Linked DNA regions of Mus musculus: region 1 is linked to region 2. Evidence: chromatin contacts called from public HiChIP or PLAC-seq data. All regions are on one chromosome and are shown on one strand. The core of a region is the stretch at or near the end of the contact, and the rest is flanking DNA. Distances in the headings are between cores, read along the strand shown. Region 1 has its middle 23 kb from the start of Stoml1. Region 2 has its middle 15 kb from the start of 1700017B05Rik.

Evidence for each region. HiChIP or PLAC-seq counts read pairs in DNA pulled down with a chosen protein or histone mark.
Region 1: an H3K27ac HiChIP or PLAC-seq map of large pre-B cells shows a contact between it and region 2, with 2.8 times the contacts expected there. The contact joins two enhancer-like sites. A contact is called at or near these places in 1 of 484 Hi-C or Micro-C datasets (B cells) and 1 of 115 datasets of contacts at active chromatin or transcription factors (large pre-B cells).

What each region holds. Positions count from the first base shown.
Region 1 is chr9:58,272,677-58,278,888 of GRCm38.p6, reverse strand. No RefSeq gene overlaps it. Among named protein-coding and RNA genes, the nearest start is that of Stoml1, 23 kb to the right of the region's middle. Within about 2 kb of position 3,503, at least 285 of the 459 cell types and tissues checked have an H3K27ac peak or open chromatin away from gene starts, as enhancers often do. A contact at or near this core is called in B cells, where this site is marked.
Region 2 is chr9:57,274,394-57,280,921 of GRCm38.p6, reverse strand. No RefSeq gene overlaps it. Among named protein-coding and RNA genes, the nearest start is that of 1700017B05Rik, 15 kb to the right of the region's middle. Within about 2 kb of position 2,406, at least 128 of the 459 cell types and tissues checked have an H3K27ac peak or open chromatin away from gene starts, as enhancers often do. A contact at or near this core is called in B cells, where this site is marked.

The DNA.
Region 1 (6,212 bases), core at 2,254-4,753, 1.0 Mb before region 2:
TTGTATTATGTAATTATCACAAAGCAAAACCATATTCCTTCTGGGTGTAATGCTTATGAGACTCACTCACGTCCATTGTGTGATCAGTATTTTGTTACATGGTTTTCTTGCCATACTGGGATGGACCACACGACTTTCCCCATGCTGAGCTGTTGTCTCAGCCCCAGGACTTTCTTGCCCTTGTTTCCTCATATTCCATATTCATAGATGTACCACAATTTTCATAAACTAACCACAACTGTTCATCCATTTACCAGTAGATTCATGTTTGCTTGTTTTTGTTTTTTTTCTCCCTAGATTTGGGCCATTGTGGGGAAAAGTGCTCTCAGTATTCTCACATGAGCTTCTGTGCTGTACATACCTGTTTCTACTTTTTCTTGTTAAGTTAGGAATGAGGTCACTGAGGCACACGATGAGGGTAGATTTCACTGTCTTAGAACTACTGAACTTGGCCAGGCAGTGGTGGCGCACGCCTTTAATCCCAGCACTTGGGAGGCAGAGGCAGGTGGATTTCTGAGTTCGAGGCCAGTCTGGTCTACAGAGTAGGTTCCAGGACAGCCAAGGCTACACAGAGAAACCCTGTCTCAAAGAAAAAAAAAAAAAAAAAGAACTACTGAACTTTCCCCAGAGACTATTGTCCCACCACTTTCCAGCACACAGGTTCATCTTTGTAAAGCTGTTCAGGTAGCTAGGGAGCAGTATCTCACTGTTTACTCCCCTACTGACTAAAATTATTAGGTTTCTGTTTATGTTCTTTTTTGTTTTGTTTTGTTTTGTTTTGTTTTGTTTTGTTTTTTGAGACAGGGTTTCTCTGTGTAGCCCTGGCTGTCCTGGAACTCACTCTACAGACCAGTCTGGCCTCGAACTCAGAAATCCGCCTGCCTCTGCCTCCCAAGTGCTGGGATTAAAGGTGTGTGCCACCACGCCTGGCCTATTTATGTTCTTATGGGACATCCACACTCTTCTCCAATGAAGTCTCTGTTCAAAAGTTCCTATTTTAATTGACTTATTAGTACATTATTGTGCTTATTTGTTATGCATTGTGTGAGTATCCCAGTCTGTCAGTCTGTGACTTGCTTTTTTTTTTTTTTTGTATTTTACTCTTTGTGAATGAGTGTGTGTGTGTGTGTGTGTGTGTGTGTGTGTGTGTAGCTCTGACTGTCCCAAAAATTGAACTGAAGACCAGGTTGGCCTCAAACTCTCAGAGATCCACTTGCTTCTATCTCCTGAGTACTGGAACTAAAGGAGTGTGCTACCACTTCCTGACTATAATTCTTTTTTTTTTTTTAAAAGTATTTATTTATTATACATAAGTACACTGTAGCTGTCTTCAGACACACCAGAAGAAGGCATCAGATCTCATTATAGATGGTTGCTGGGATTTTGTTGTTGTTGTTTTTGTTTTTTTTGTTGTTGTTGTTGGTGGTGGTGGTGGTGGTGGTTGGTTAAAGGCGTGCGCCACCATGCCAGACAGGTTGCTGAGATTTTTGAACTCAGGACCTCCAGAAGAGCAGTCAGTGCTCTTAACCACTGAGCCATCTTTCCAGCCCCTGACTATAATTCTTAAAGAGCAATGGTTTTAATTTTAGTGAGAAGCATTGTATCAGATTATTTTTTTCTGCTATATACTGTGGGATTTTGTTTTTGTGTTGTCCTATCAAAGAAATACTTATTTAAACAAAATCACAGATATTTCCTTTTCTTTATATATTTAAGTGTATGGATTTCTTGCCTGAATGTAATGTCTATGCACTGTGTGTGTGCAGTGCCAGAGAAGGCTGGAAGAGGGTATCAGATTCTCTAGAACTATAATCAAAGATGGTTGGGAGCTGCCATGTGGATGCTGAGAACCACACCAAGGTCATCTCTCCAGCATCCCATGTTCTCTATTTTGAAAATATTTTTCTTAAACATGGCTTTAAATTGTGCTCTGCACATTTTGACAAATTGTATTATTATTCTCACTTAATTAAAATATTTCTAATATTCTCTCCTAATTTCTTCTTAGAACCATAAGTTATTTTAGAGGCCTGTTGTTTGATTTCCAAATCCTTGGGAGCTTCCCAGATATTTTTCTGTGACTGATTTATAGCTTAGTTATCATGATAGAATATATTTCAAATGATTCCAATTATTTTTAATTCACCAAGGTTTGATTTATGGCTCAGAATGTGGTCTGAGTGAAGACTACAATTCACTTGGAAAGAATGTGGGTTTTGCTGTTGTTGGGTGGAAAGTCTCACGGATAAATTATCATCAGATTAAATTGGTTAGTGCTCTTCAAGTTACCCAATGACCCATAACCACTCCAATTTTGCGCACTTGCTTTTTACTGTGCGGAGAGGGGACTCTCCCTTCTGTCTCTCAGCTCCATGGTTTTAACTGTCTGTTTCCTGAGACACTGTTCTCCCGTGCACATACCTTGGGAACTGTTGTCTCCTTTGACGAGCTCACCCCTTGAACTTCTGCCCTCCAGGTCACTCCAAAGTCTACTTCTCACTGCCTTTGGACTGCTTTCCCTTTGGCTCTTGTTTATATAACTTTAGCTTTCTTTCTTCTTTTTGTTTTGTTTTGTTTTTGTTTTTGTTTTTTTGAGACAGGGTTTCTCTGTATAGTCCTGGCTGTCCTGGAATTCACTTTGTAGACCAGGCTGGCCTCGAACTCAGAAATCCGCCTGCCTCTGCCTCCCGAGTGCTGGGATTAAAGGCGTGTGCCACCACACCCGGCAACTTTATCTTTCAAAACAACCCAAACTGACTTCAAACTTCCAACCCTTCTGCCCCAAGTCTGAGGTTAATTTGTGCCACATTCTCCTCTTGCTCTCCCACTAGTGGTAAGTGTGGTTACAGTTACTCACTTGTGCAAGCCTTGTAGAAGCTGGGTGTGGATGTGGGTCACTGTGTTTGGAGCCAGTAGGGTGCTTCTGGGTGCTGCTGGCTTCTTCCGGCCCAGCTTCCTAAGAGCCTATGTTTTTGGTCTTAGAAGGTGGGATTCCCAACAGTGTTTCTGTGCCTGAGACAGAGTTCCTGTCTCACCTACAGGGCAAAGGTGTCAAAATTTTCTTCTTTGCCTGGAGAGCAGAGTCTTGGTTCCTGCCTCGTCTGCAGCAGCCCTGGGGCCAGGTAACACACAGTTTTGGCAGCTATTCTAGGGAACCAGTGTGCTTCCGATGCACAAGCAGGCAGGAGCTGCAGGGTATGTGTGCTCCTGCCAAGTGGTGCTCCCTGTCTCCCAGCCTTTCTCCTGCATAGCCAGGAAGGGCACAGTCTTGCTTCACCCCCACATTTTCTGCCCAGGAGAACAGCTGGTCTTGTCTTTCTCAGGAAGAGCTTGCCACTGGAATTCCGTTTCTAACTTGCCTCTGACCTCAACTCTGACCGCTTTAGTAAATCCTGCCTCTTCCTGCTACAAAGTAACCTTCCTGTTACGATGTAACTGACAGCTCTCCTGTGGCTCTCAACAGACTCAGAATGACTTTTCACATATGCAAATAATCAAAGGGTTTTCCACCCACACGCATGTCCTCTGCCTGACTCCTGATACCCTCTGAGGCAATGTCCCTAGCTAACAGTGTCTTGAGGATTTTTTTCACTTCTCAGCAGCTTGAGTCACACTTGCTTCCTCTGGAGTGGCTGGCTGCCACCACCCCCCCCATCCCCCCATGCACTGCACTGTTCCAGTGCGTGACAGTCCTTAGTCACGCCCCCTCTCCTCTTTCTAGTCATACTTCCATTTGACTCAAGTTTCAAAACAACCGGTTCTTTTTAAAACTAAAAACGGATTTACCAGAAGGCCCAGCAGTTCCAGTGTCTCACATTTATCCCAGAGAAAATGACATTTATTTCCCCAGTAGGACCTGGACACAATGTTCACAGCAGCTTTATTTGTAATAGCCCCCAATAAATAAAATACTTGGATATTTTCCCAAATGTAAGTAGGTAAGCACACTGGTTCGTTCACATCCAAGACTGCTTGCTACTCAACAATGAAGAATGAACTCAGCTTTGGTGGGTGGGCCTCCTGAGAAAATGCTGAGTGAAATTGTATCAAAGAACACTATGGACAGGAATCTATTTATATACCAGTGGGGTGAAAGAACTGATTCACTGACGAGGGTGAGTTGTTCTCAGGGACTAGGAGTAGGAGAGAGACTGTGGTCACCTTAAAGGGGCAGCCTGAGGGAGCTGTGAAGGTGTCTTTGCAGCTCCGGGCTAGGCATTAGAAATGACTGCACAGGCCAAATGAACACTCTCACTTCCAACAAGCGATCTTCTGATTCTTGGACAGCTCACCCTGAAGCTCAGTTCCATTCTAATGATAACTACCTGGAGAAGGCTTTCAGCTTCAAGGCCTTTTGTTTTGTTTTTGTTTTTTGAGACAAGATTTCTCTGTGTAGCCCTGGCTGTCCGGGAACTCCCTCTGTAGACCAGGCTGGCCTCGAACTCAGAAATCACCTGTCTCTGCCTCCCAAGTGCTGGGATTAAAGGCGTGCGCCACCACCACCCGGCTCAGCTTCAAGGTCTTAAGGGCTTGGCCCCACCAACCAGGGTCAAATATCAGTTCCGGCATTTCTCCTTAACCTAAGACAATCCGGCTTCTCAGACTTGATGATTTGCTAGTTCACAGAAAACAAAACATGTTCTTTACAGCTTACTGGTTTGTGTAAAAGATGTGACTTTGAACAGCCAAATGGGAGGCACACACAGAGGGAGGGCTTCCTTGCCTCCTCCCTCAATTGTCCTGGGGGTTTGTTTCTATGGCTGTGATAATCATCTTGACCAAAAGCAGCATGGGAAGGAAAGGGTTTACTCTGCTTACTCTTACACTTCCACATCCACATCACTGTTTGTTACTGAAAAAGGCGAGGGCAGGAACTCTAGCAGCGTAGGAGGCCATGGAGGAGTGCTGCTTAGTGACTTGCTCAGACTCAGAGCATCCACGACCAGCAGCCTAGGGGTGGCCCTGTCCACAATGGGCTGGGCCCTCCCACATCAATCATCAATTAAGAAATGCCCTACAGGCTTGCCTAAAGCCTGATCTTATAGAAGGGATTGCTCACTAAGGTTGTCTCCTCTCAGATGACTCTAGCTTCTATCAAGTTGACATAAAACTAACTAGCACACCTGTTCAAGGCACAACCCCTCCCAACATCACCATGAATCTACTGGCCTGGAAGTTCTCCAGACCTCATTATTTAGAGGTTTTCTTTGTTGGTTTGTTTTTAGAGAGAGAGTTCTATACTGTTTGCATGGCCCCATAAAACATTTGTCACTGGCAAGTGAACTCATCCCTGTCCCTCTCCCTTCCCTAGACGTCACAGGGAAAGTCCTAATTTAAAACACTTCTTCCAAGCCGGGTGTGGTGGCGCACACCTCTAATCCCAGCACTTGGGAGGCAGAGGCAATCGGATTTCTGAGTGAGGCCAGCCTGGTCTACAGAGTGAGGTCCAGGACAGCCAGGCAATACAGAGAAACCCTGTTTTGAAAACAAAACAAAACAAAACAAAAAAAACAAACCCCACTTCTTCCTGGTGAGCATCCTGCTCCTTTAAATAGCCACTTTATTAAGTTAAACTCCAGTGTGAAAAGGGCTTCTTTCTTATAAATAAGCAAAGACACCCCTGGCTTTGAAGAGCTCTGTCCCAGCATCTGGGAACAGAGGCCATATATAGGCAGATGCTTCTTGCCGTACGAAAGGGTTGTGTGTGCAGTCCCAACTGCTGAGCGCTTTCTCCAGCTTCCTGTATCAGCTCTTTGCACAACCTCTCTGAACTGAACTCTACAGCCTTTCCAGCCCGTTCTTAGCCATTCTGAAAACTGCGCATTTGCATACTATTCTGCGAAGCGTTAATGTGTGATCTGAGAGTTAGCATTAGTGATGAAGAGGCTGGGGAGCAGGCTCAGTAGGTAAAGGAGATTGCTGCCAAGAATGAGGATCAGAGTTTGACCCCCGACCCCACATAGTAGGAGAGGACAGACTTCCACAAGTTGTCTTCCAGCCTTTACATGCACAGTGTGGCATATGCACGTGCACACACACGGTGAATAAATAAAGTAAGTAAATGGAATGTCAATAAGTAAGTTTGGAATAAAAGAACTCCTGCTTGCTAGTGGCTGGCTATAAAGGGCAACTGGGACTATTTTGCTAATCATAACCAAAAAAACTGTGTAGCTTGTGAATTAGTTGGTTATCCAATAAGCTCTGACATTGTG
Region 2 (6,528 bases), core at 1,157-3,656:
TGCCCCCTCTCTCCCAAAACAACAAAAACCGCACGATCAGTACTTCCTTTATATTAATCTAAGGTAGTCATGAACTCTCTTATCAGATATCTGCCCTTGCATTCTCATTTGTTTATCCTAAGGAAAAGTGGTTTACCTATTGGTTGCCCATTTCTCGCCCCACCCCCACCCCTTTACTACGTCAAATATACAACCCTTTATTAGAAGCCCTTAATTTTAAACAGCTAAAGTTAGCTTCAAGCAGATAAGTGACGCACACACCTGTATCCAAGCACTCGGAATCTGAGGCAGAGGATTGTCATGGGTTTGAGGCCAGCCTGAGTTATACATGAAATGATCAAGACAACATAATGATTCCCTTTGTTGGTTGCTGTGTGCTTAAGGACATATTTCCCTGTTAATCTGCTTTGCCTACTGAACTTGCAGGTCTTTTTTTTTTTAAGATTTTATTTATTTTATGTATATGAGTACACTGTCACTCTCTTCAGACATACCAGAAGAGGGCATCAGATCTCATTACAGATGGTTGCAAGCCACCATGTGGTTGCTGGGAATTGAACTCAGAACCTCTGGAAGAGGAGTCAGTGCTCTTTATTGCTGAGCCATCTTTCCAGCCCCAAACTTGCAGGTCTTAAAGTACACAGAAGGAGAGGGAGAGTGGTTCCCTCTCCCACAGTAGGTGCTACACACTGCTATGTGAGTTAGCTATGTAATTTATGATGGGAAAAATAATGTAAAATGTCTCCCTAATTATTTTGATATTTTATAAATTGAAACAGTAACACTTTGGTAAGTGTTGAAATAATAATTTTTTAGTAAATTGGGCTAGGTATATTATTGAGGCTAGTTTCCCATTTTAAAAGAAAAGCTCTTAGTCTCTACTAGAAAATCTCAACTAACATATGGGTTCATGTTATGTTTTTATTGGCTAGAACTGCTGAATGTCAAGTGACCTTGTATCTCTGGGCTTGAGTTTGCCAAGGAGCGTTAGCATGTCTGTATTAACTGAGTGCCCTGTGTCCTGTTCTGAGCGGCTTAGGTGGCAGCAGGTGAAGGAGGGAGAGGCTGGGTGCTGATCCACAGGTTGCTGTTAAGCCCCGCTCTTGGCCACCTGCTGTCTGGCCTCCCTTCCTCACAGGGCAGTCAGGACAATAGAAGGCTGGGCAGGACTGTGGAGCCTGATAAAGCTCTGCGAGAAGCTGAAAGAAGAAACTCTATGTAGGCCAAGGATTCTGAAGACCTTGTGGCCAATGGCCAGGAACTCTGGCTGGTCCTTGAGAATGATTTTCATGGCCAGGTCTACAAATGAGCCTTTTATCTACACAGACTCAAGCCTCCCTGCCCAGCCCCTCCTGGCTGATTCCTATGGCAGCACAACGCCGGGCTAACCCTGCCAGCACTGCTGGTTGTCAGAGCAGTAATGGGCTCCCTGGCTCTATCCTCTCTGTCACCATCTATTTCCCAGGCCCTGCTTGATTAAAAGATGTTCTGATAACCGTCCAGAGATGTAAGCTGAGGTCTAAGAAAGCAATCTATCTCAGTCTCTAGCAAAAACAAATAAGGCAACAGTTTCTGTGGCTGGTATTTCTGATTCACAGCTCACACCTGGCTTCTAAGAGAGATGGGTCTGGTTGGTCTGACCTGGGTTTAAACCCATGCAGCTGATATGTGTGACAGCTTTACGGTCCTGAAAAGCTAGCCAGAGCTGCACTTATTTAAACAACCCTATCTAGCATTCCTTCTTCCTCCCATATATAAACTCGCTTACAATAAACAGCCCGGACTCCTAGTGTGCTTGGCGTGTATCAGGCACTGTGCTAGTGTGAATTCAATTCGCTTGTGTCAGTTCAACAACTACCCCACGAGGTGTTACTAACTGCCGTCCACAAAGGAATCAAAACTGAAGCACAGAGAGGTCAGTTGAACTTGGGCAAGTTCTCACAGCTAGACAGGTAAAACAGATTGAAACCCGAGCCCTCTGGCATCAGCGCCTGTGCTCTTGGAATGCTGGAGGAACCACATTGCTTCGTTCCCTTAACTGTCCCCTTACTAACAAGCTCGTGATCAACCGGGACTTGTGTTCATAATCAAAAGGTGTCAGAGATTAACCTAAACACACGGAAAACTTATGAGGTGCAAAAGTGACCAAACTCATGAGAGAAGACGGGGAAACAACCAACATCCAGTATCTCTGGCTGTTCTGGTAGTCACAGGGCACAGAGCATGGGGGCAGCTTGTTGAAAATGAGCCTCAGTAGAAGGTGGCATTGACTGGCACCCATAGACTAGCAAGTCACCTAAGCGGACGCTGAGATGGAGACACCTGGGCTGCTGAGGTAGGAGGGTGTGGGCTGACTTGCCAGAAGTGAGAACGAAAGAGCATGCCCTTCACACAGGAAAACAGAGAACTGTCTGGGGACAGAGGAACCCAGGAAGACGTCAGCAAGCTGTGGCTGGTATGGGGCACAGCAGGACAGGAAGCAGATGGTGGGTCTTTCTTTACACAGGATAAGGCTGCAGGCTGAATGTGTTTTGTCTCCAAGGCACACATAGCTATGTCCTCTCCATTACAGAACAATAAGAGGTGGATCTTTAAGAGCCTCATGGATGTATGACTCCATTCCTGGGATGACTAGATAAATAGGTCATTGGGTTGTCTCAAAAAGGTCTATAAAAGCTGTTTTGCTGAGCTTGCCCTCTCTCCTCCCCCTCTTTCCCTCTGCCCTGGGCCCCCCATCTCTCTTCCTTTCCCCCTCCTGTGCTGCCTCTGGATCTTGCCAAACAAGGTCATCACCTTCTTGTGGCAGAACCATGAGTGAAGATAAACCCTTTCTTCCCAATTGATCCACTCTAGATACTCTGTTAGTAGCAAAACAAAATGGCCGAGATAAGTAGCTTCCCTTCAATTGTTACTTGTAGCAGTGTCTAAACCCATGGGAAGAAGAAACATTTTAAAAACAAGTGTTACTTCTGCCATTCTTTATCCATAGGTCTATGTGGGCAGGCAAGGAAATCCTGCCTAAGAAATGAGCTTGCAGGCCGCTGGGGATGACACTCAGCTGTTAGACTGTTTGCTTAGGAGAGGGCAGCACTTAGTGCCTTCCAGCCCAGCACTGAGGATTCAGGGGGTAAAAAGGCTGAGCTGGGGAGACAGCTCAGTGGGTAAAGTGCTTCCTCTGCAAGTGTGAGGATCAGAGTTCTGACCTCCCTGACCCATGAAAATGCCAGGTGGCCATGGCAGCCCCAGAAGGTGGAGACAGGGGACCCCTAGAGTGAGGTAGTTAGCAAGACCAGTGATATCAACAAGCTCTGGGTTTCACTGAAGACCCGGGTTACAATAAAGAAAGTGGAAGAGCTATGGAGGCTGGCTCCCAATATCCACCTTGGTGGGCTTCTACATCCAAGTGCATAGACGTGCACATAATCACACATGTGCAAACCATGCATATATACACACTTGCCACACACACATACATACATACAAATAGAAAAAATTCAAAGTCATCCTTGGCTACATAGCGAGTCGGAGGCCAGCTTAGGATACTCGAGACTGTCAAGAAGAGGAGAAAAAAGAGAGAAAGAAAAAAAGAAAGAGGAAGGAGATTTCCAGGCGGAGCAGCACATGTTTGTAATTTCAAAATGTGTGGAGCAGAGGCAGGCCATCTGGGGCTACATAGTAGACCTGTATTTTTAAAAAATGCACACACACGCACACGCACACACACACACATGCAATATACACATTTGGAGGATAAAGAGATTATTCAGCTGTTAAGGGCACTTGCTGTTCTTCCAGGGGCCCCAGTTTGATTCCCAGCACCACTTGGAAGCTCACAACCATCTGTAACTCCAGTCCCAGACTCCACAGGTACAAGACCTGCACATGGTGCACACATATACATGCAGGCAACATATACATATGCATAGAATAAGTAAAAATGTAAAAAAAGTATAAACGGAATAAAGGAATATATATATGTGTGTGTGTGTGTGTGTGTGTGTGTGTGTGTGTGTGTGTGTATGTGTGTGTGTATGTATGTGTGTATGTGTGTGTGTGTGTGTATATATATATGTGTGTGTGTGTGTGTGTGTGTGTGTGTGTGTGTGTGTGTGTATACATATATATGAACCACAGTAGGAGGAGTAGAGGGTGGTGTGTGCTAAGCTACATCCTTCTCTACCCATGAAACTTTGTACAAGACAGGTTTATAGTACCAGTGATGAAGGGGCTAAGGGCCTGGCAGGGGAATCCAGGTGGAGAAGAGTGGGTTTGTGGGCCATTGGTACAGGGCAAATTGTTGGCTATTTGCAGAAACAGCTGAGATCCTGCCAACCTCAGAGTTACTGGGAGAACATGGGCTTCTGCCAGACACAGTCTGGGCAATGCCCAAGTGTGTCCAACCACAGTGGCATCCAGTCCCTGAGATGCAGTGCATGCTCAGCACCCACACCAGGCACCTGGTGGGGACCCAATGCCAAGAGCTCTGTGGGCTGGCACAGGTTCCTGGTGGAGTCTGTTGAAAGCTAAGCCCTGCACTCTCAAACAGCAGGCACTAGGGTCCCATACAATGTGTGGTGCCAGGCCCCTCTGAGTCAGGGCCCTTCCAGCCTCCCAAGGCCTCATCCTGACTCCAAGCAGGAGTCCACTTCCACTTGGTAGGGCTAGCCACACCTATGCTTCCTGGGTGGCCAGTCTCAGCCTGTATATGTAGTCCCTGAGACTTCAGAGGCACAGGGATGGGCCCATGACAGGGCCAGGCCATGCACTTTTCACACAGAACTTGATTTTGCTACTCAGGGTCATTTGTTTATTGTTTCTTAAATTCTACCTTCCTTTTCTCTATGAGTTTTTGAGACAGGATCAAAAGCCTCAAGCCTAGGCTGGCCTAGAACTTTCAGCCCCAGCTCCTGAAAAGTGCGGAGTTACACTTTTCTTTCTTTCTTTCTTTCTTTCTTTCTTTCTTTCTTTCTTTCTTTCTTTCTCTCTTTTCTTTCTTTCTTTCTTTCTCTCTCTCTCTCTCTCTCTCTCTTTCTTTCTTCCCTTCTTTTTTTTTTTTTTAAATTTTTAAATGATTTTTAACTTTCATCTACACTGGTCTTTTGCCCACATGTATATCTGTGTGAGGTGTGGAGGCACAGACAGTTGTGAGCTGCCATGTGGGCGCTGGGAATTGAACCTGCTATAGAAGAGCAGCCAGTGCTCTTAAGCACTGAGCCATCTCTCCAGCCCCCTACTATTTTGAATTATGTGTATGTGTGAGAACGTGCACAGGGTGCAGGTGGCCTTGAACTGGAGTTGCCACTGGATGTGGGTGCTGGGAACTGAATTTGGGTTCTCCTCATGCGTAGTGTGTCCTCTTAACCTCTGAGCCATCTCTCTGCCAGCCCTACCTCTAAGTATTTTTATTTTTTATATTACAGGAGAGGAAACTGAGGCTCAAGGGGTGACTGGGGCATAAATGCAGACTGGACAAAGTTCTTGAGCTTGGGGCTGGTACAAGAGCTGCCTGAGTTTGGACGCTCAAGTGGAAGAGGGGATGGGTAAACAGAAGTGCCTGTGCACTGGAGAGCCACTCAGGGAGAGGAGAGGGGGGCTTGGAGGGAGAGAAGGCAGGGAACTGGGGACAAGGGTGGGATAGGAAGGACACAGGATGCCCTTTAGGCTTTGCAGAAGCCAGAGTCTGCGTAGGTGAGGCTAGGTGGGCAGGTTAGGCTAGCAGCATCACCCTGGGGTCCCCACAGAAAGTGATGGAACTAGCTGGATAGTACATGATTTACAGTACACTTCCCTCTCCTGTGGAGGAGAGTGAGGGAGCTAAGTAATCACCCATCTCTACGGGGATTCCCGGGCAAGGGCCAGGCCTGACAAGCAAGCTAGTAAGTCAGTCTCCTTCAGATCCTGTACCCCATCCTCTCACACACACTCCATCATAAAGATAGGGTCTCAAGTAGTCCAGGCCTATGTAAAACTTTTATATACAGCCCAGGCTAGCCTAAATCTTTTATGTAGCCAAGGCTAGCCTCGAACTCTAATTCTCCTGCCTCTGCTTTCTGAGTGCTGGGATTACAGGTATATGCTCAGTTAGTTGTTTTTCGGAGCTCTTTTTCCCTCCACACCTAATGAGAAAGATGAAGCAGGCTGGAGAGATGGCTCAGTGGGTAGGGGCACTTTCTATCTAAGCATGTGGAATATGATTCTGGGACGTGCAATGGAAGGAGAAGCTGACTTTGGAAAGCTAGCACCAACTCCCATGTAAATAAATAAAACTTGGAAAAAGAGCCTTTCCCCCCCTCCAAATAAAAGGGTAAACTGTCTCCACTGTAGAAAAGAAACTGGGGCCAGCTGTATCCAGGGCTTTCTGAGATCACAAACTTGGTTGGGGTGCAGGCAAAATGCAAACTAGATAAACTAGCTTTAAATATGACCCCCCTAAAGCAATGGGTGCCGGGAACAGGCTGGGGGGGGATACTTTTGCGGGTGGGCAATGTTGATTGGTTGGCCCCACCAATCACCTTTCTCCTAGTGTCT